Linked DNA regions of Zea mays: region 1 is linked to region 2. Evidence: chromatin contacts called from public Hi-C data. All regions are on one chromosome and are shown on one strand. The core of a region is the stretch at or near the end of the contact, and the rest is flanking DNA. Distances in the headings are between cores, read along the strand shown.

The links. Hi-C and Micro-C count contacts between places; a contact is called where the count stands out from the background.
Region 1: a contact with region 2 is called in a Hi-C map of leaf, with 4 times the contacts expected there. The contact joins the promoter of LOC103631917 here to the promoter of LOC100275455 in region 2. A contact is called at or near these places in 3 of 25 Hi-C or Micro-C datasets (ear, leaf and tassel).

The regions. Positions count from the first base shown.
Region 1 is chr7:3,252,647-3,259,984 of Zm-B73-REFERENCE-NAM-5.0, forward strand. LOC103631917 (DAZ-associated protein 1) reads left to right here and starts at 2,541. Exons shown (of 3, transcript XM_008653765.4): 1 at 2,541-2,955; 2 at 3,299-4,178; 3 at 6,780-7,099. The coding sequence starts at 2,698. The coding sequence ends at 4,165.
Region 2 is chr7:3,091,093-3,098,612 of Zm-B73-REFERENCE-NAM-5.0, forward strand. LOC100275455 reads right to left here and starts at 1,518. Exons shown (of 1, transcript NM_001149522.2): 1 at 677-1,518. The coding sequence starts at 1,407. The coding sequence ends at 997. It also overlaps a transcript of LOC100382771 not described here.

The DNA.
Region 1 (7,338 bases), core at 1,291-3,790, 160 kb after region 2:
ATGCCATATGCATTGCAAGATTCATTTGCATCTGAAGTTTTGTCGTGACTTATGGTCCGACTGTACCGGTACAACTTAGCATCGTACGTTGCCCGAGGAGGGGTACGATGCGGCTTCATACCCTTAGAGGTATGAAGGCAGAGGACATATGCATTGCATTCATATGCATTCATTGAAGTGATATTTGCAGATGATGTGGTTTTATACCCTCAGAGGTGTGAAGACAGAGTACCTACACTTTGCACTCCTATGCATACATTGAAGTGATATTTGTAGGTTTTGTTGACACAGAGAAGTGTTATAGAACCTATTGTGGTTGTTCGAGAAAATCAGATGGTATTGGTTATATTGGGACTACTGAGTTCTATATCTACAAGTATTTCTGATCTTGATTGTGATTCTTTTAAAATGTTGATTAATTCAATTTATGGTTTAACTATCTCGTCAAAACAATTCGCTTGCTGAGATGTTTCATCTCACTCTTGCATTACTCAATGTAGGTGTTTGTTGCTCATCCAGGGAAGTGGGAAGTAGCAGCACATCCACCTTCACTCTCATAATAACGCTGCTTAGGCGCAATCATGATTTAATTAGAAGCTTCTTGTCAAAGGATGTTTGTTTCTAACTAGTTGTGCACACTAGTTAATTTAGTTCATGCCGTTATGGTTGTTTACCCATTGCTAGCAGATTATTAATGTCAATTACGTTTTCTTATCATGATATCTATTCATACTTTGTTGCTTCCCCGTTTATGCAATTTTCAAAGGAGATGCTGTCGAAATTTTATATACGAATGTTAGAAGTGTAGTTTAGTAGCATTCTGGGGTGTTTGTGGATCCCGGGGTGTTACATGATGTTTTTGGTTAGGACGGCGTCGTTGATTGCGACTCGATGGTACGTGTGGAAGCACATCAATATTGTTCAAGGATTATACAGGTTTGATCCACTTTGAATTGCGTAACACCCTACTTCTTGTTGTGGGTTGTGGCTATGTATTGGTTTTTGGGTATTAGGATTACCAGTGAGCTTTGCGATTCTCGATTGCTGTTGATGAGGATGGGGTGAGATGATGTTGTAGGGGTCTCCCCTCGGCCTTATATACGCGACCAGAGAGTTATCCCTTTACAAGTTGCAATCACTATCTACTTCACTTATCTCCGTCTTTGTCGTAGCTTGCAATACTATACATCCGGAGTCTTGATCACCTTCTTGTCCGAGTTATCGCCGAATGCTTGGCTCCTCAGGTGCTTACAACTACACCACCCGAGATATCAGTGCTTCAGTAGCGCCTAAATCGGACGTCGGTCTTTGTCTTTCTGGATCAAGCTCGCCTAACTCGGTTATAACCCGCTGGCCCATCCCGTTGGATGACCTAATGGGCGACCCGTGATACGTTTTAATGTTCATGAGGACATGTGAGATATCTACCCCACAGGGAAAGCTTCATTTCAAGAATTGTAAATTCGGTTTTCCAGCTTCACCATGAAACACCTTTAATAGTTTGGTAAGGCAATGTTCAAAAGTCTTTGGCTTACACATAGAGTCCAACTTCTGTAATATAATTAATTTGTGCAAGTTTCCTTAATTAACCTTGATAATTAGCGGGTGGTGAAAGAGGCTTGAATTGATAAGTCATGTACGCAATGGCATGGTGGGTAGTTTTTGTGCAACTTGAAATATGCAAATAGTGTTTTCAAAGCACACTTTGAGGATCTTCAAAACTTTCATGAAACTGGTTTCTAGTTTCAGTTTTTTTAAGCTATAGCTCGTGGAGTTGGACCTGTTTGCATAGAAGAAGCTAAAATAAACCTAAATTTTTTAAAGTAAAGCTCTCCCAAATAAGGTCTTAATATAGAAAAATGACTCTAGCTCTAGGATAAGCCGTTTCTGCCAAACGATTTGCGAAATGACTTCAACTTAAAAAAGCCGTTTTTAGAAAAACCAGGGCTAAATCTATTTTTAGATAAACGAGAGCCATACCAAATGACCTCTTATTTTCCTAAAGAAGCTAGAGCCAGTACTCGAGTTGTCAATGCAATAGCCCACCAAAAAGAGGCATAAGAATAAAATTTTACGTACTTTTTTTGCATGATTTTCTCCCAACAAAGAAAATATAAAATTTTGCATTATTTGCTCCCAACAAAGAAAATTATAAAAAAAATCGTTCGAATGTGCGTATCCAATTTTTAAATCTATTATTTAAAACTATATATGATAAATTTAAGATTTAGCTTTTATGAATCTTAGTAAACTTGATACTAAAACAAGAACATAGATATTTATAACAGATTTTATATTCTATTTATTTATCTGTAATCGAAAAACCGTGAAAATTTAACAACCCAGTCAATTGAGATCTCTAGTCAAAACGGAGGAAGCACGTTACCGGTCCACGTCCACCGCATCCGAGGCTGATCCCGCCGCGGTCAACACGGAACCCGCCGTGGTCAACTAACTGACGCGTCCGGACTCCGGAGTCCAAGTCCACCTCCACCTAAACGGCCTAATAATCCTCAGATCCGACGGCCCGCGCTCGATCCCCGCCGTCCATCTTGTGCTAAACCCTGTCGCCAACGAATTAAATTGAACTCGGCACGCGCACACGTCCGCGGCCGCCCGCACGCCGCCAGCAACCCCCCTCCCGCTCCCCGCAAAACCCTAGCGCTCTCTACCTCTGTCTCTCTCTGTTCGTCGGCGATGGCGGCAGCGGGGGGCGAGGAGGAGGCCGGCGAGAGCCGGAAGCTTTTCGTGGGCGGGATCCCGGCCGGGGCGCAGGAGCCCGAGCTGCGGGCCCACTTTTCGCGCTTTGGGGAGGTGCGCTCCGTCATCGTGATGCGCGACCGAGAGACGGGCCACGGCCGGGGGTTCGGCTTCGTCGAGTTTGAGGAAGAGGCTGCCGCTGGCACCGCGCTCGGCGACGGGGAGAAGCTCAAGCACTTCCTCTGCGGCCGCATGGTGAGTCTCCGGTCGTTTCGGATCTGAGCTTCTTATGGCTTGTAACTGACTCATGCGTACAAGGTTCGCTTGCGCGTGGTCGTTGTTGTTCCGCGTGGATTTACTAGCATATGATTACGACGTTGGTTGTCACACGAGCTCCCACACTAATGAATCTTAAATTCTATATTAGGTTGCTTTGGAGAAAAATGTAGATATCACTATCTTGTTGACATGTATCGCGTCTTGTAACCTCACCATTGCATCTAAATTGCCTTTTTTTTGCTGTTAGCTTTCACTTAGACAGTTAGATGGCATGTGACGTCAATTGTTTTCTGATCGTTGGCCTTTCCTCCGTTTATAGGTGGACGTTAAGAGGGCCAGGACAAGAGCTCCACGAAACCAGGGCGAGCAGCACTCGCAGCCTCAGCAGGCTGAGCAAGGCCGGGGTCAGGGGAACCAAGACAATCAGTCGCCCGCTGGTAATGGTACCGCTGACTGTGGCAACAGTGTGAGCTATGATTCAAAAAAGGTATTCATTGGCGGTTTGCGGGATAATATCACCGAGAAGGAGTTCCGGGCTTACTTTGAGACGTTTGGCACGGTAACGGACGTCGTGGTGATTTATGACAGCGCGACGAGCCGGTCGAGGGGGTTCGGTTTCGTCACCTTTGATTCGGAGGAAGCAGTGGGGAAGGTGATGCGGCAGAGCTTTCACGACCTGAACGGGACCAAGGTAGAGGCCAAGATTGCTATCCCCAAGGATGAGCAGTATTACCGTAACAGAGGAGGCCATGGTGCTCGTCCCTTTGGCGGGAGGGATCCTGCCGCTCCTGGCTATGGAGGGTTCATGTACCAAACATACAATGCTAGATCTGGCCCCTACAATGGCTACATGCCCCAACCTGCTCCCACACATCCCTACTTTCCTGCCCCCTATTTTGCTGCGGGGGGCTATCCCTATGGGAGTGGATACCCAGGTCAAGGCGTCATGCCAAACATTCCTGGCATGGGGCCTAGGCGGGGTCCTCCGGCCTATGGAACATACCCTCAAATGTATCCGGTGTATAACATTATACATAGAGCTGGTTATGGTGGTCCAGCCACTTCTTTTCAGCATGAAATTAATGGTGGAGGTGATTACAAAAAGGATCAAACGAATGTAGATATGCAGCAAGTTGACAACACTGCTAGCGTTGCGACAAAGTTGGAAAATATGAAGCTAGGTTGACAATGACTTTCAGGTGCGTGTATTCTGATACCCTGCTGGTTAAAATTCATACTTTTTTTACTGGCAGGAATTACTGCAATGCACCCATTTTTTAACTATGGCTGTTATGTGTTCCTTGAAATTGATACAGCATGTAAGTCTTTTCGTGAAACTAGCGTTAGTCTGCCCATTTTCCAATAGCATTATCATCGTCTGGATTAGCATGCTTGCATTAGTAATATGAAACTGGAACGTTTATCCTGATTCTGTTATCTTCAGCTACGATTTTAAGAATCCAAGTTCTTCAAATTTAGTATTGCCATGGTGAATTTTAGTGATGCATCTGGACACCCTAAATGGTTATTATATTACTTCACTTCGTGCTATTTATTTAATTAGCTATGACAACAAACTTTGGCATCAACAGTGTAGTGTTTACTTTCAGTATTTGAGATATTGGTTGGCAGTTCATACACCAGTTAATTAGCCTTATCAATTGCTAAAATGGTAATTCCTTCGCTGTTTGGACAATGCAATAGAGATGGAAAGATGGATGACTGAGGGCAGATTCATGCTGTCCTGACACAGATGCTTTTGTCCAGTTTATATATCATACCTTTTTTGTTATACGAGTTTTGTACATCCTTCTTTACCACATGAAATGAAAGTAAAATGGAATGGTTTGTTTCCCATAGATATCCATGCATCCTAGTTCTAGTCATCCAAATTTGATTAGATTAAAGTAGTAATGCTTTATTCTTAGTGCAGAGGGAACAGTAGTTCGACAAGAAAGCCAGTTCTGACTATAACTGAACCAAATTAGCTGATTTTTTGAATATATTGGATGGATGCAGAGCATGTGCCTGATGGAGTAAAGTTATTAATAGGCAATTATGTGGTAATTTGATTTGCAAATCTGTATCCTGTTGCAAGGCGACTGAATTAAAGTTTGAGCTAGGACCTTGTTTCTGTTTGGGGTCTGAGTTTTGCTTGCACATAGTTAAGCTCGAGGTAGGTCCATATGAGGCAAAATTGCTGATGCATAGTAGTGCTTCCTCCATATTTGAATGTAAAGAATATTTTGTTTTGTTAGAACAGCCTTTGACCAACTATTGTTCTCTGAATATGCCCTTTTATGGTAAAAACTTTCAATCGGCAAGTAGTTTTGAATACAAAACTAAGAACAGCAGTTTTGTGTCCCTAAAGTTATATGCTGGTAGAGTAATTGTTGGGTCAAGGATTCTAATGTTGACAGGGGGGGGGGGGGAGTACATACATAATTATGCCATGTTAGAAGCACAGACATGCCACACTAGTTCTATTGTTGCGAGCGACATATGAACAAGAGATTTAGGGCATGTTTGGTTTGCTGCCTAACTTGCCACACTTTGCCTAACTTTTCTGCCTAAGGTTAGTTCTTCAATTCGGACGACTAACCTTAGGCAAAGTGTGGCACAGTTAGCCACGAACCAAACAGACCCTTAGTTCCGTGCAATCCATCTGGTTAGATTTCCTTGTCTTACATTGTTGAGAGAAAACACAAAGTTTTGAAGAACTTGGTGCTTGAAGATGCAAAAGTTTGCAAGAAAGCCAATTTATGTTTATTGTAATTCAGTGAATATATTTAATTATTTGACCAACTGCTTGTACCAATTTTTTTATTGTGATTCAGTGAATATATTAGTTCACCAAGTGCTCTTACCAATTTATGTTTATTGTGATTCAGTGAATATTAGTTCGCCAACTGCTTGTATCATGTATTCGGAATTTTGGATTGTTAAGGTTTAGGTGTCATGCTATCTATTTATTTAGATGTCATCCTATCTAGTTTATTATCATACTGCCTACTCCCTCCGTAACTTGGTTCCAAGTCATAAGATGGACGGGCCTTTTTTGATATATATGTAGACATACTCCCTCGTCCCAAAGTAGTAAGCATTCATGTTTTATCCCAAAATACTTACCTTCTTGACCTTTCTCTTTTTTCCTAAGCACCTCTATCTCACTCCTTTTCACATTGGTAACCGTGCTCAACTAAAAAACGTCCTCAATTTTGGGACTGAGTGCATAAATGATACAAATGTATCTAGAAAAGTTGAAACCTCTTATAGTTTGGAATAGAAGGGAGTATTTGTTTAGATGTCATTACATAGCATTTTGCATGATAATATAGGATGGTAGCTCTTTGAACTGCTCATATACAAGAGATGTTTCCTCATTTCCTTGTTCCTCATTGGCACACCACTGATTTGATGAAGGGACCAACCAATGAGTTCAAGACATGTGGCCTCACGGCGCACATGCCAGATTCACATCGTTGGTTCTTATAACCATTTAATACAATGTTCACGCCTGAGGTTGTCTTGTCATAGTTGATGTTTTCCATAAATCCACAATACCAAAACAATGACGAATCTTATCCCAGATGTAACACATTAGCCTGGCCAAGCTCATCTGGACTTTGTGCATGCACCCAGCATGCTAAATGCCATCCTTGCTAATCAGCACAATCCATCGCATCCTTCTCTAGATAATGCTTTGATGCATTTCAGGGTAGACTCTGAAGTTTCTCAGACTGTTGATGCCCCCTACAATAAATTACTAACTGATCCTCTCTCTTTTTTTTTTGAGCCAGGACTATTACTTCTACAACGATGACACTGGAGTTAGTCTATTGTTTGGGAACCCGCAACTGTGAAGACTTTGAGCTGAGAGATTCTTTGGTTGACAAGTACATCATTAGAATTCTTCAAACTTACGTACCGTTCCTATCCCCACTGCCTGTAAAACAGAAAGCATGCGAGTCGCTGGCTGGCTGTTGACCTCACCTCCCCTCTCCTCTCCTCTCCTCTTGTACCAATGTTAAATTCTTACGACCGTTTAATGTATCTTAATCAGACAATCCAGAATCGACCCTAATCGTCTGCTTTGCTCAACCCCGATTGTTTCTGTTTCTGCAATGTCGAATCCATGGTTTTCTGGCTGTTTTTTTTTTGGTTACCAAAGCTTGGTTGCTGGCGAGCATACTGCCATACTGGTGGATCCGATTGTTATATACATGTGCAGTTGATTGAGATATACGCGCATGCACTGAAGTTCCAGGCGTGTAAAGGAGAGGCGTCTATCGCTCGTCTGTTTGATGTGCAAAAAGGCCAGAGCGTGGTGAGGGAGTGAGAATGGAGGCTGGGACTTGG
Region 2 (7,520 bases), core at 268-2,767:
GCGAGGTGTTGGGAGTAGGGAGTTGGGAGGACTTGGGCACGTGCGGAGCGGCTGTTTCGTTCACTTTTGTGGGCCGGGTCCTGTTCCTCCGTTTACACAATCTGGGCCGTGGAAAGCGAGCACGAACGGCCTGGCTGGCACCACGTCTCCATGATACCGTTGGCAGAAAGATGTTGGGTGAATGGGCCAAATGCCAAGGCCTAGATAGAGGCGATCGGATATGGCCCGAAGAGAGTTGGGCTCTTATAATAAGCGGGGGCTTGATGATAGCTTTGGAGCACCAAAGTCAGCCATGAACGGCGAAAATGAGCAGTTCGGCTCCGGCACGTGTCACTCCTTTTGTTTCCGTTTTAGCGCATATCATGCTGCAAGCCTGCGACTGCAACTCGTAGTATAGTATCCACTATCCACCGGCGGCGACGTACGGTTAGCAAGCGATAATCCGATCGGCGACCGGAGTTCAGAGCAGAGCAGAGCAGAGCAGTGCGGAGCAGTTGCTGGCGGAAAAGCATGGCACGGCGATGGATTGGCCGGAGATGCTTATTGACGGAGAGCAGTCAGTATCCCAAACGTAATAGTCTCAGTCATTGTGATACGTGGAACATACGTACTAGTGCAAGTCTGTGAACTTTAGAAATGTTATATATCTAAAATTGTAATCTTTTAATAGTACATATCTAAATTTCTCTTTATTCATCTCCTCTCCTCTGCTATTATTGATCAGTCTGGCACTGGCACTGGCAGACACCAAATTTACAGACACACATGCATAAATGATCTCATCAGTCATCACGTACGTGATCACGACCGATCACAACTCGCAACAAACCAACAGCTAAACCAAACCAAACCACCTCGATACTATTAGTAGTAGCGATAATTCGTATCAGTGGACGAGCAGGAAGAAGCAGTGCACCGCATGCCAGTAGAGGAAGGAGTACACGAGCTTTAGCTATAGCTACGGCCACGCCCTCCTCTAATACATCCCAGATTCACTCAGCAGGTGGCGGCGCAGCGCTCGGTGCAGTCGAAGCTGCAGCCTCCGCCGCCTCCGCCGCCGCCCCCGTTCTTGCCGCCGTAGCTGAAGGTCCGGAAGCAGCGCGGCGGGCAGGTGAGGCGCTTCCCGCGGCAGGGCCCGTCCTGCGGGCACACCGTGGAGGGCGGCACCACAGCGCCGCGCCGGTACCCGAGACCGCCCTCGCCCCAGCCGCCGAAGAACCCGCCGCCGCCTGGCACCCCGCCGCCGCTGAACCGCGGCATCCCGGCGAAGAAGGCGCCCGGGTCGCCGCCGCCGCCGCCCGGGTTGCGGTTCTCGTTGTTGTTGTTGTTGCGGGCGGCCGCGTGTAGAGCGGCGAGCAGGGTGAGGAGCAGCACCGCGGCGGCCGCCCTGCCGGGCTTGGTGGCCATGGGAAAGAGAGGGAAAGGCTGCTGCTTGGGGACGACAAGTTTGGGAGGAATCGAATCCAACCGGGCGGGCGGGGCGCGTTGGATGCGTTGCGTCCTGTGTTGTGAGGAGGGATCGATTACGGCGCGGCGCGGCAGCTACTTATCATGCTGGACAGCCTGCGCGCGGCGCGACGGGAGACGACAGAGGCGGGCGGGGGCAACGCAAGTGGAAGTGGTGGATTCGGAGAAGACTTTGTGGGGAAAGTGGATAACTAACTGGAAGGGGGTGGGGCGGTGCTAGTGCAAATCCTGCTTCCTGCAGCTCAGCAGCTGCTCCGGAGTCGAACGCGTTGGTCATCTCGATCGGCTTCAGTCACCATCACCCCCATCAGAGTGCGGTCTAGGTGTAGCACAAATTAACGGTTGACAGCTGACAGGGCACGTGTCCCGGAACGGAGCCACGGGCTGCTACGCCTTTGTTTGCCCTGCAAATTGCAAGCTTGACTATTAGCTGCAGCTGGGTTAATTAGCCAGGACGACCTATCCAGCTTCACCATGACCGTGCATACTGTATTACTGTACTCCAGTACTCCTCTCAACGTCTCGGAGTTCGCGGCGCTGCACGGCGCTCGTCTTTAATGGCGAACTGTGGGCGGGGGCCATCGTCGTCGGCGAGTGTGCCGCGGGCGCGGGGCGCCCGCGAGTACTATTTGTTGTACGGTGGGCTCCGGCCGGGGCCGCCGACCTTGGCAGTCTGCAGCCTCTCGGGAGTCCAAAACAAGACCCTGCACCGTGCAGTGCCCATGCCGCCCTGCCTCTGCCCGCGTGCCGGCCTGTTTCGCCGGCGCAGCGCACCCACCCCTTCGTCGTCCCCGGCGCCGGCGGGCGCGCACGCTCCCCCCTGGTGCGTGTGCGGTGTGGTTGCCTGGTTGGCATTACCTCACCCGTCAGACAGTGCTTCACCTCTGGGTTTTTTTTATTTTCATGCACGGCGGGAGGTTTCAAGGCGATTGACTTGTAGCATTATAACGATAATGCTAAATTAAATTCATATAAATCAATATATCGCAACATGTAAATATGAAGATAAATTGTTAGGCACAAGTACATGTTCTAACTCGTCTGTGTGAAGTATATGAAATAAGTGACAAACGCAAGACATGAAGTATGTAGAATAATGCATGAAAAACGTACGAAAAGTGCATACGAAAAATATGGCAACTCACCTCATTGCCTCTCACTCACCTTATCAATCTCATTCTATGTCTTGCATACTTTTAGACTATCTTCACTCATTCACTATTTCAAAAGTTACCTTACAAACAGTGCAATCTACGGTAAAAAATAGTACTTTGCACGGCCGTTTATTGGCCTGCTAGCGATGACCTTACCCTCTCCCCGAGTCCCCCCATTAATGGCATAAAAGCGTAAAAAAAACTAAGGGCCTATAGGTATGAATAAAACATACGTGCCAACAGCTAAAATACGAGTAAATTCGATCTGCTTCACATATCATGTATCATTTGAATCTGCGTTATCCATTCACCACAGGAAAACTAGGAAAATAGGTCAGCCTGGTTAAAAACGTCTCGGTCTAAAGCTGAGTAGAAGGCATACAGATACAGACTAGGCCAACTTACCGAGTCGCAACAGTGGTGCACCTCCAAGTATTACTCGCCAATTGAACCTTTAGATAGGTATAAATGTAATCTTATATAAAGATATACCTCAGCTCGATCATATGCACAGATGAACAATGCCACCGTTTCAAGGGTATTATGTATTAATATGTCGAAGCTCTTGTATTAAGCATATGTATTTAACACCCAAACATTTATGTATTCCTCGTCAATGATGTATATATGAGTAGAAACAATGACATTCGGAGTTATAATTAATAGAATCACATTGCATTGCTGAATACCAATATTATTTCACACTCTTGCAAAAAAATAGCCAAAACCTTATTCCATTTGCCTATCTTCTTCTCTCACGAATGGTTTTTGAACTAATGGTGTTACCATGTTGTTGTTCTTTTTCCAGAAATTCGATATATACCTAATATATATTGTCTTGTTATGATGTTGTTGTTGTTTTGAGAATTTCGACACGTACCTAACATATATATACCCTTGCTGTTTTTCAGATCTTGCATGGATGGTCATGCATAGAGTGACCAAGGATTCTTAAACTATGGTGTTACCGTGTTGCTGTTCTTTCCAGAATTTCGACAGGTACCTAACAAATATATACTCTTGCTGCTTTTCAGATTTCGCATGGATGATGATTATGCATACTTGCATCATCTACCCATATAGTTATATAATTTCTGCTTGATTTTTCCATACATATTTTGATAGTGTGTTTTTTTTCCCTGGAAGTGGGTGTGTGGGAGCAGGCGCGGCCAACGTTCCACCGGAAAGCCGTCGTTTGCCGGTCCAAAATCCTGCCGAGACGGGTCTCCCATGGGCCTCCGCGATCCAAGTTCTGATCGGCCCGTTCTCCACGCCGGGAACCAAAAAAGCAATTCTGTCCTGCTCCGCACGCCACGCGGCCCATGTCGGCCACGCATCGCCGCCGCTACCTTCTCCGGGCACCAGGCGGGCGCCGCCGCGGGGTTGCAACTTGCAAGCTTGTTCTGGATTTGACAGGCAGGCAGGCGCGACATTTGAGGCGGTTCAGTCGTTCCTGGAGTTTGTTGCTGTGGAAACCGCACGCTGGTGCAAGAGCTGAAGGTGATGCCAGAATTGGGGCCGCTGGATTGCGTGCTTTTGAGGCATATATGAGTGGTAGGTCCATCACATGGCTCTTGGTTGTTCCTTCCGTCTTGAGACTCTGGGTATCTTCTCCGATTGATGGTTGTACAGTTTACATCCCCGCCATATTTGCTTGTATGATTATGTGCCACTAACAGAGCGCGCTGCACACTGAAGCTGTAAATTCAAAATCTGTTCATCTAAAACCCTAAATCTTAAGGCCTTGTTCGTTTGTGTCGGATTTCACTTGAAATCGTTTCAGCTAATCAAAGTTTATATAAATTACAGAAGCAATCCGGTTCGAAATCATTCCGACCCACCGATCCGGCAGAAACGAACAAGGTCTAAGATCTCGTTCGTTCCAGTTGGTTTGGCTTATTCTAGGTCCGGTTCCGGTGGAAAAAATAAGCCGGTTTGAAATTCAGTCGTCTCTTCATGAACCGTTCGTTTTGACCCGAATAAAAAACAAAAGCGATCCGGTTTGGATTTCCTCTTCCACTACTGTCCAGTACAAATTCCGGTCTTCTACCCTAAGTATTGAATCTGTCCGGAATGAGTCAAAGGACTGGCTCCACTGAATCCTGGCTTGTAAATGTTCCAGGCCTGGATCCGGTCCTGAGCTGCCGAACGGCCACCGGTTTGTTTTGTCTCTCACAACGTGCTCGCTGGCGCAGTTTGTTGAGTACTGTTTGACAATCTAGTGCTCTGCATTCAGAGAAGTCTCTTCTGGTGAGTTCTTTCTGGAGGGTTTCCGTGCGACGAGACGATTCGGTCGTCCGGACTCTGGAGTGGAGAGCAGCAGCGATTCGATTCGGTCGGCAGACCTGCGATATATGTGGTTCGAGATTGTTCCAAGGGGAGTGTTAGCTACTGCTAGTGAATGGAGAAGAGGAGAGATCTAGGGAAGAATGAGAGGAAGACGAAGGTAGCAGTGACAGGAGAACGAAGGCAACAGGAAGCAGTTCTATTCAATATTCAGTAAATCTCCTTGCCCAAAGCAGACGACCACTACTTAAACGCTTACAAGCAGTCCATGAGACAGGGACACTGCCCCACGATACAGACGCACACACGCCAGACAGTGACAAATCACGCCCACTCCAGGCCCACGAGTCGGACAATAGCATGGTGCTTCCTTCCTCTAGGCTCGCGACGCTGGGCAATTCCTATGTAATATTTCCTTCATCTCATGAGTACTAACAGGGAGGCACTGATCTTCCACAGCTGAGAGAAGTAGACCAGCCCAGGCATGTTCAGAGCTTCCAGAAAAACCACCCGACGACAAAGCAGCAGCTGCATCGCCATGCATGTTTTTAAGTAAGTAAGTCAAGACCAGGCCTTCTCCCACCAGATGTGTACGCGTGATGGTTCAAGAAGCAGTGACGACGATTCGGTCGTCTGGACTCTAGACTCTGGAGAGCAGCAGCGATTCGATTCGGTCGGCAGACCTGCGATACATGTTTCCAGATTGTTCCAAGGGGAGGCACTGATCTTCCACAGCTGAGAGAAGTAGCCCAGCCCAGGCATGTTCAGAGCTTCCAGAAAAACCACCCGACGACAAAGCAGCAGCTGCATCGCCACATGCATGTTTTAAAGAAAGTACGTCAATACTGTTACAAAAGTTTCACATGTGATCAATCCCAACTGGTGGCAGTTATTGCCTAAGGGTCGCACCCCTTGGGGACCCTGTGTACTACACTATATATACATCTATCTCTGCAATAAAGAAACGATCCTCTGTCATTTGTCTCTGTTGTTTTCCATTTGCCACTGAGCACTGCAATAGATCACAATACGTTATCAGCACTGTCTCAAGGGAGAAATCAGAGAAGGAAAAGAGGAAGAACACGCTGTTCTTCACAAGAACAGCAAGATCGATCTGCACATCAACAGCAAGGTATGGAACATACCGTTTCCATGCGCATACGCCGTATGCGCGAAGTTCTTCATATTGTTGATGATGCAATGTTGGAAGCGTTCACCGTTGGGCAAGCCACTGCACTCCCACCGGTGCACGAGATCCCTGAACGCCGTGTGCAAGTGCAAAATGTGCACTTCTGCGTTCTCCATGGATGGACAGCGGTGGTTCCGCTGCCGGTGGTGGAGTGTGGACTCCCCACTGCATCCCCGTCGCCACCAGCACCGGTGTTTGACGCGGGATCGTCTACATCGGCCCCCATGGACGTCGATTTGGAGGCACCACTGCCACCACCACCCACTGCAGCGGCAGTTGCTCGTCGTTCGCCATCTCCACCAGTGCCTGTGGTCGTCGGGACCATTGCTGCCCGTCGTGGGCAGCCCCCGCGTGTCGTCGATGCTCCACGTGGACGCATCATCTTCACTGGCCATCGCCCAAGTGGTATGGCCTCGTCTTCCTCCTCCAACGGGAGGGCCTAATGGCCCTCGATCCGGCCGTCGCGTCGGCCGTTTGGGGGGAGGGGGTGGGGAGCGGCGCGGCATGCCTCTGCGCGCTCGGCGCAGGCCTCCCCGGCGTGGGCACTCGACGAGGGCCCCACATGGGCGCTCGGCGCGGCCAGCCATGGCCCGCTCGGCGTGGCCTCCCGCTGGCGCTCGGCGCGGCCAGCCCAGGACGCTCGGCGCGAGCCCCCACGGGGCGTGCTCGGCGCGGCCTCCTGTGGCGCTCGACGCGGGCCCCCACGAGGTGCGCGGCTCCGGCGCGAGCCCCGGCGCATGGCGCGGCTGCCTGCTCCTGGCGGCGCCCGGGCGGGCCCCCACAAGGCGCGCGCACGGCCCCTCGGTTCGGCGAGGCGCGCCGGCCAGGCGGCCTCCGGCCCTGGCGACGGCTGGGAGCTTGGCTCCTGGCGGCGGCTGGGACTGGCGGCTGGTGCCCAACGGCGGCTTCTACCGCGCGCACGCCGGACAAGGCGCGTTGGAGCGTCTGCTCCATAGACAGAGGCTTGTGCGGCGCGCAGGGGGCAAAACCGCCCTGACGGCGGCTACAGGGGGCGAGGGGCAAACTGCCCTGGCGGCGGCGGCTACAGGGGGCGGTTAGGGTTGGAAACCCTAGCCGCCCCAATGTAAAATAGGCTTCTTGGGCCTTTGTTGGGCCGCCTGGGCAGGCCAGCTGGGTTGGGCCGGCGTGTAGGCCTCTGGCCGCTGCCTGGCTCGCCTGGCAGGCCGCCTGGGCTACTTTCAGAAGCCTAATATAGCCTGTTTTACCATTTTAAATTCTGAAATTTCTGTATAAGACTATGTTTTATATGCATTTTCAGTTCAAAGTTATCTTAGGCGTCTAAATTCGTGATTTAGACTGCATATATTGTAAAGACATATCTGTTTTATTGTAAATATAGCAGATTTTAGTTCGTGAATTATTGTTTGTTTTACATTAATAATTCACATATCTCTACTTGCTAT